Regions from separate parts of the Capra hircus genome. Here region 1 is linked to region 2. The links are chromatin contacts, called in public Hi-C maps. All regions are on one chromosome and are shown on one strand. The core of a region is the stretch at or near the end of the contact, and the rest is flanking DNA. Distances in the headings are between cores, read along the strand shown.

What was found. Hi-C and Micro-C count contacts between places; a contact is called where the count stands out from the background.
Region 1: a contact with region 2 is called in a Hi-C map of blood, with 3 times the contacts expected there. The contact joins the promoter of SSBP2 here to the enhancer-like site in region 2. A contact is called at or near these places in 2 of 5 Hi-C or Micro-C datasets (both in blood).

What each region holds. Positions count from the first base shown.
Region 1 is chr7:28,866,558-28,870,259 of ARS1.2, forward strand. SSBP2 (single-stranded DNA-binding protein 2) reads left to right here and starts at 2,330. Exons shown (of 17, transcript XM_018050055.1): 1 at 2,330-2,391. The coding sequence starts at 2,330.
Region 2 is chr7:28,768,904-28,772,175 of ARS1.2, forward strand. No RefSeq gene overlaps it. Among named protein-coding and RNA genes, the nearest start is that of SSBP2, 98 kb to the right of the region's middle. Within about 2 kb of position 1,853, at least 5 of the 5 cell types and tissues checked have an H3K27ac peak or open chromatin away from gene starts, as enhancers often do.

The DNA of each region.
Region 1 (3,702 bases), core at 1,080-3,579, 98 kb after region 2:
CACCAGGAAGGACTCCGAGTCAGAATGATTGGCTAAAGACAACCTGGAAACTAATCCTATCACCATAAAACCCGAGACTGTGAGCCACGTGGCAGAGCTGTTCTCCTGGGTTCCCTTACCCTACTGCTCTCCACCCTGGTGCCCTTTCCCAATAAAATCTCTTGCTTTGTCAGCACACATGTCTCCTCAGACAATTCATTTCTGAGTGTTAGACAAGAGCCCAGTTTCAGGCCCTGCAAGGGGTTGCCCCTTCCTACAGCACTTCCAAGTACCTCAGAGTCCAAGAATGTCCTGTCCCCACCACACAGGTTATTGTAAACAGAGAGGATAATTTTAAATAAGAAAAGGTAAATTACCTCTCAAAAATCAACTTAAGCCAATGTGACTTTTTTGACTTTATCTTCACTTCTATTGGCTGAATTTTTGTCCTTTCAATAAAAGCATGTTTATTTTTCTTGTATCCTTTTGTATTAGTCAATCCTCTTCTGTTAATTGTCATCTTTTGCTATCACATTCTACGGCTACTTAATTTAATCTTGGTTGTTATTCTTATTTTTCTTTTTACACTTTACCTTTTCCATTTTTTGTTTTTGTTTTCCTTAACATAGCAAGTCCCTTCTCTTCATTTTCCCCAGTGTTTGATTTATGTTTGGTTGCCAGCACCTTTTCTGATTCTTTCATTTTTACTAACTGCCCTTCCTTAACCTTCTGTTGATGTTATATTCCTATCACTTGCTGTCAATGCCCACACAAGCCCATTTCTTTCCATTCCATCTATCTCAGAATCTCCATATACATTTTTATGACCCTACTACTAAAAGTTTAAAGCTGCATGTGAGGAAAAGAAAGGTACCTTTCTCCATTTGAATGTTATTTCCTCTCCCCTCCCATAGCTGTTCCGGGTCTTTTTATCCTTTCTTGATGTTTTCCCCTATCTGACCCCCAGCTGCACCCCACTCCCCCTGTCACTCCCTATTTGATGCCCATCTCTTCTTTTTAAACGTGTTTGCACTCTGTCTCATTTTACATCCAAGGATCTCCACAAGATAAAGGATGGAGTTCAGTTGGGAGCCAGGTTGTGTGTGTTTTCAGAAACTTTTTTGCCTTTACTGAAATGGGATTGGGGCCTGGGATCCATGAATATTCTTGGGCAGCGTTTCAGCTCTGGCAAAAGCTTTGTACACCTTGGAGCACGGCTGGGGCCTATTCTGACGGACAAAGACAGGGATGTTTTTAAAAGCCTTCTACGGTCCTTTCCACTCCAAAGGTCAGGATGAGTTGGCATCAACGCCCCAGGCTAGAGAGGCAGGCCAGGTGGGGATACCCGGGACCCTTTTCTGCAGTAGGTCTGGCATGTCGCGGGGCTCTGATCTTAGGAGGACAAGGTGGGGGCCACTGAGGCCCCAGGAGTCACTTGGCCACCTTTTGGAGGCAGGCTCACCTCTAAAGAGAGGAGCCAGGCCCGAGGCCGAGTGCTCCCCCGCGCTGCAGGGCGCGGCCCCAGGAGCCAGGCGACGCCACCCCAGCGGCGCCAAGGGCCGCAGGCACAGTCCCTCCAAGGAGGGAAGGCGAGTCGCTCAGCCAGAAGGTCGAGGGAACAGTGCGCGTGTCCCCCGCCAGCCGGCCCTCTGGGAGCTGGGCGGGGGCGACACCGCAGGGAGTAGGGCCGAGGACTGCAGAGATCAATCCTGGGTACCGGCGCGGGGTCACAGACAGGAGAGGAGCGGGAGAAAGGGGCTGGTGGGGGAGGCTCCCCAGGGCGGCTGGGGCCGTAGATCTGCCTGTGTACTCGGCGGGCGCCCTGAAGTCTGGGGCCGCGGCCACTCCGGCTCCGCCGGCTCCTGCCAGAGACTCCAGGCCGCACTTTCCCCTCCTCCCGGCGCCTTCTCTCCAGTGAGGAGCCGAGCGCGGGCGGTGCGGGGGGAGGGGCGGCGGCAGAGGGAACAGCCAGTTGTTTAAAATCCTTCTAGAGCAGTTTCTAATTCCCCGCTTGCGCCGGGGTTCGGAGGGGGGAGGGAGGGAGAGGAGCGGGAGGAGGGAGGAGAGCGGAGAGGGAAGGAGGGAGGGAACCCGGGAGGGAGGGAAGGAGGGAGGAGACTGCCGCTTAGGCTGTAGCCGCCGCCGCGCGCTTCGGCAGGCCGGAGGGAGTCGAGGTGGGGGGAAGGCCTGTCAGTCTCGTGCGTTGCCTGGGCGAAGGGGGCGGAGCTTTGGCGTGGGGCGGCCAATAGTGGGGGTGGCTGCGTGGGTCGCCATGGGGACGGGGCTGTTCCCGGGGAGGCTGTGATGGGTTGACAGGTGCGTGACAGTGGGAGCTGCTCTCGGCACAAGCATGTACGGCAAAGGCAAGAGTAACAGCAGCGCCGTCCCGTCCGACAGCCAGGCCCGGGAGAAGTAAGTGTCTCCGCTTCTCACCCACCTCCGCCTTCTCACGCGCGCACACACACACACACGCACGCACTCGCACACTCTCTCTGAGACACCCAGACACACAGACACTCTCTGCCGGGGGAGAGCCGGGGGGTGGGCTGGCAGGGGGAGGGGTGCGCGAGGTGGGGGGCGTGCGGTGCTGGGAGCGGCTGTTTCCCAGGAGGGGCTCGCGCGGGGCTGGCGGCCGTGGGGTCTGGCGGGAGGGAGGGAGCGAGTGTGTCGGGGGGCGGCGGCGGTGCCGGTGGCGGGGATGGAAACTTGTTTGGGTGATTGAGGGAAATAACCCGCGGGTTCAACCTTCTCGCAAAGTAACTTTGGAGCTGGGGTCCGGGGCTGCGGGGAGCGGAGAGCCTCCGGGGGTAGAGGTTGGGCGAGAGGGGGCAGCTGCGTGGAGGAGGGCACGCGGAGGGAATGTGGGTGTTCGGTGGGGGCGGGCCGGGATCGGGGCGGGCTGCTCGAGGGGCGCCGCGGCGGGGGGCTCGGGCGCCGGGGCCGGTTGCGCCTGGCGAGGCGAAGGCAGCGGGGCCGGGCGCGCGGCGGGCGGAAGCCGGGCGTGGAGCGGCCGAGCGGGGCCCCGCTGGGCGCGGAGACGCGCGCGGGGCGCGGAGGGCGTGTGCGGGGCGTGGGCTGGGTGGGCGTCGGGGCTTTCCTGGTCCGGAGGAGGGACGCCGCGTTCGCAGCCCTGTGTGCCTCGCAAGCCTGGGGCAGGGGGCGTCAGGGGCGCCGCTGAAGTTTGGGAGTCAAAGGACGGAGTTCCCGGGGAGGAAAAGTGTGCTGGCGAGAAGCGGGAGCTGTTGGGGTAGGCTGGCGTTTCTGCCGCTCGCAGTCGACCCAACTCGGCGGCGGCGGCGGCGGCTGGAGAACTTTTTTTTTTTGGAGACTTGCAGCCTCCCAAACGTAGAGGGCCGTGGCGGTCCGGGCGGCGAGCGGGGGTCGCGGGGCGCAGAGGAGTGGCGGTGGGGGCCGCGGCCGCTGGCGCGTGGAGGGCTGTCTGCGGTGGGGAGGGGGCAGTGGTCCGAACCCGGACTTGCAGGAAGGGTCGAAGCGTGGAGACGGGGAGGAGTTGGTTGTTTGGTCGGTGTGGCGAGGAGATACAGGTGTTAACTCCGGTGGGAGCCCAGGGGAGGCTGGCGAGAAAAGAGCCCCTCCCGGTCTGGGATGCCACCGTCACGGCACGCTGCGAAGCAGGGTTGTTTGCTTCTATTCTTATGTGCTTGTAACGGTGATTTGGTTGTTACTAAAAATGAGAGCGCATAGTGACTGTGACCACTGAGG
Region 2 (3,272 bases), core at 603-3,102:
GGGTAGTTTGGAAAATAAGAGAGATCGTCTTGCTTCTTGTTATCAAACATAGGTGACTGTAGATATAATTTTTCTAAAAACGTGATTAATAACAGTCTACCAGCAAGAGTAAATCGAGTACCTGCCTCCCTAAATGGATTAAATCAGCGTCTCTGCAATACCATACTGGATAATGGGTAATATTCTTTATAGAGGTATTTATCCACTCTGACTTATTATTGAAGAATACAGAAAAATTTTGCTGCATCCACAAGCGGACAGATTTCCAATTCAAGAGGGCAGGCTTTGGGCTGCCGCTTGCTTTAGGGATTTTGAACCCTCTCAGTTGCCCATACCTGACTTGACTTGACATACAGCAGCACCCTCCCTGGGATCTCCCCTGTCTTTATATCTAGTTGGGGAGGAGTGTGGCCTCCCCAAACTAGACATAAAGTTAATATCAGTGTCCGAGGTTCCAGCTCCTCCCCCAAAACCCATAGCCCTCAAGGGGTACTAATTCATGAGTGCCAAAACTCGGCAAGTCAGGCCTTGTCGTCTCCAGTCTGAGTAGGATTGACTGTATCCGGATAAAAGCACGGGGCGGAAAGGGTTAATCACAATCCTCCTCTTCCTCCTCTCCCCCCTCCACCCGGCGACAGAGCCAGGAGTGTCTCAGCGGGAGAGCAACTGGAAACCACAAACACCCAAACCCAGGAGCAACTCAAACTAAACCTGGAGACCTGGCTTAGGGAAAGGAGTTAAGTTTAGACCAAACGGTTTTATCAAGGTAGCTGAAAAGGTGCTGCCCTCAGATCTCAAGGATTTCTTTGATGTTGCAGCTGAAGCCTCAAAAATACATTTATGACCCTAATGCCCTTTATTCCCAAAGACCCCAAGGGGTGTTTGTAGAAACGTCCTGGAGGCGTACAGAGTGCAGTGGGAGTGAAGAAAACCCCCGCGGTATACACGCCTGGCCACCTGGTCCAGGTAATCTTTGCTGCGGGGTCGGGGCCGCCAAGCAACAACCTTCGCCCCATGACAGGGCATCCTCCAAACCCACCGCAGCCAAGACGTTGCAGGACCCATCCGCCGGCCCCCGGCCCCGGCCCCCGCCTCCCAGCCCCAGTCTTCCCCACGCCATCCCAATCCCTTCCCTACTCCTCACCCTGGGTCGGGGGCGTCCCTGATCGCCAACCCCCCTAAAACCTACCGGCGCTCTGAGCGCCCACCAGCAAATTCCTACCAGCCCCAGCCTTCCAGGAAAGCAAAAGCAAAAAAAAAAAAAAAAAAAAGACCATGACATCACGGGCAGGTTTATTTGGGTTTGTTTGTTTGCTTGTTGGCTCGATTAAATACTCGTGGAAGGTGAACGTACCCCACACAGGAGAAGTTTGATGTTGACAAACTTCTGGTGGCAGCGAGACAGTGTCAGCACAACTTCCGGGATAATGAGAGCTGCTTTGCAGGGAGCGCGGCAGCTGCGGCGGGAGGCGGCCGCCGGACGGAACAGCAAATGCTATTCAGCCCGAGCAGTTTCAAGCCGCCCGAGCTGGGGAATTACTGTAGTCGAGCTACGGCTCTTACCACCGGCGCTGGATCTGGGCGCGCGTTAGGGGGGGAAGCTGCAGGCACAGGGCGCCGAGAGGGGAGCTTTCAAGTTACTTTGCTCCACCCCTACACCCGGCAGAGGCTGGCAGGCTGCATGGTAACTGCCAGCATCTTGGTCCCTGCTCCTTTAGGCGGCCTCCCTGGAATCAACCAACTTTTCTCTCCCCCAAAACTCCCTCTTTGTTTCAAATAGGACTCTCCAAAATTTATTCTTGGGAAGACTGACAGCCGGGGTCAAGAAACAGCTGTTGAAGTTAATGTTTCTTCCTCCCACTTCGTCTGATGGTTGTGCCCTGCCAAGACAAAGTGAGAGGCACTGCCTGGTGGCTTCTTTAAACAGACAAGCATTTAGCCAAAAAAAAAAAAAAAGTGGGGGAAAGTGGGGGGGGGATATTTTCCTGCTTAACATACAATCTGATCAGAAATGCAACAGCATGTGCTTTTCAACTTGTGCTGATTACTTGCTGAAAAGATGCTTCGGCTTTTAGTTTTGAACACTCTTAGCACTGGGGAGGGGGTGGGGTGGGCACAGGGATGGTGGGAGAGGTGGTGGGGACACTTTCCATGTTTTGGTAAAGGGGCAAAAATGTTAAACCTTCCTCCTCTGACCCACCTCACCCTCTCTAAGAAAGATAGAATGGCCTGGGGGAGGGAGGAAAGAGTTACATTCCTTTGCAAGGTTTAATTCACATTTCAAATTTCATATCATGATGCAGAACAAGGACTGGCCTAGAGCTAGGCAAATTGTTTTTATTTGGAGACCTAGGCCAACCTGGACCTTGCTGCCAGCTCTTGGTAGTTCTTGGTGGCTTTCTCCAGATTAGGCCTGTCTCTTCTCCAGTTCCCCAACCCAACTCCTTTGCCCAGAGGGCATGCTCTGGGACAAGCTATCTTGTTTTTTCCTGCTTTCTTCAGGGTGAAGATTGATTTTAGCACAACCCTTCCTCTGCTCCCTGTGCAGTTTAGGGTGCCCTGGGGGTCTGCCTGAGTCTCCCTGTCCTGACTGAGCTCTCCAAACGTGGTTGTTCTCTGTAGTGGGAGTGGGGAATTGGGAACTCGATTCCTTCCTCATCAGAGAACTTAACCAGTCTTCCAAGTGCCCCATTGCCCTTTGGGAACACTCTGCTCACTTGGTCTCTCTCAGACATGGTCATATGAAGACATAAAAGGCCTTCCTACTCCACCACCAGGTTAGTCTGTCACCGCATCGCAATGCAGTGCCATCACAAAGTGATATTGCATCAGACCCAAGGATATTTTAGGAAGCTCTCAAGCTGGGTCCAACCAGCCTCTGTGCAAGAATCAGGGCCACGCTGCCAAAATGAGGGCTGTGGAGATGCTGGACAGGTGGCAATGATGCCCTCTCTATTCTCAGCTCCATTCCCCACTTGCTGTCCCATCCCTCCCCCACCTTACCCCCCCCCCAGACCTCACCCCAGCCAGTCTGATGCACTCAATGACTTCCCCACTTTTCCCTCTGCCTAGTTCCCAGAGGGCACCACTTTTTTCTCCCTCTTGTGTCTCTTTGCAGTGTGCCGGTCCACCTTCTGCTGTATTTCCTGTTTTTCTGCCTATTGTGGTCACTCACTGAGAACTTAAGTAGCATTTGTTCTTATTAACTGAATCATTTGAATTACTCTTGGAGTTGCTCTGGCTGCTGCAAGCAAAACCTCCAACTTGGGCAT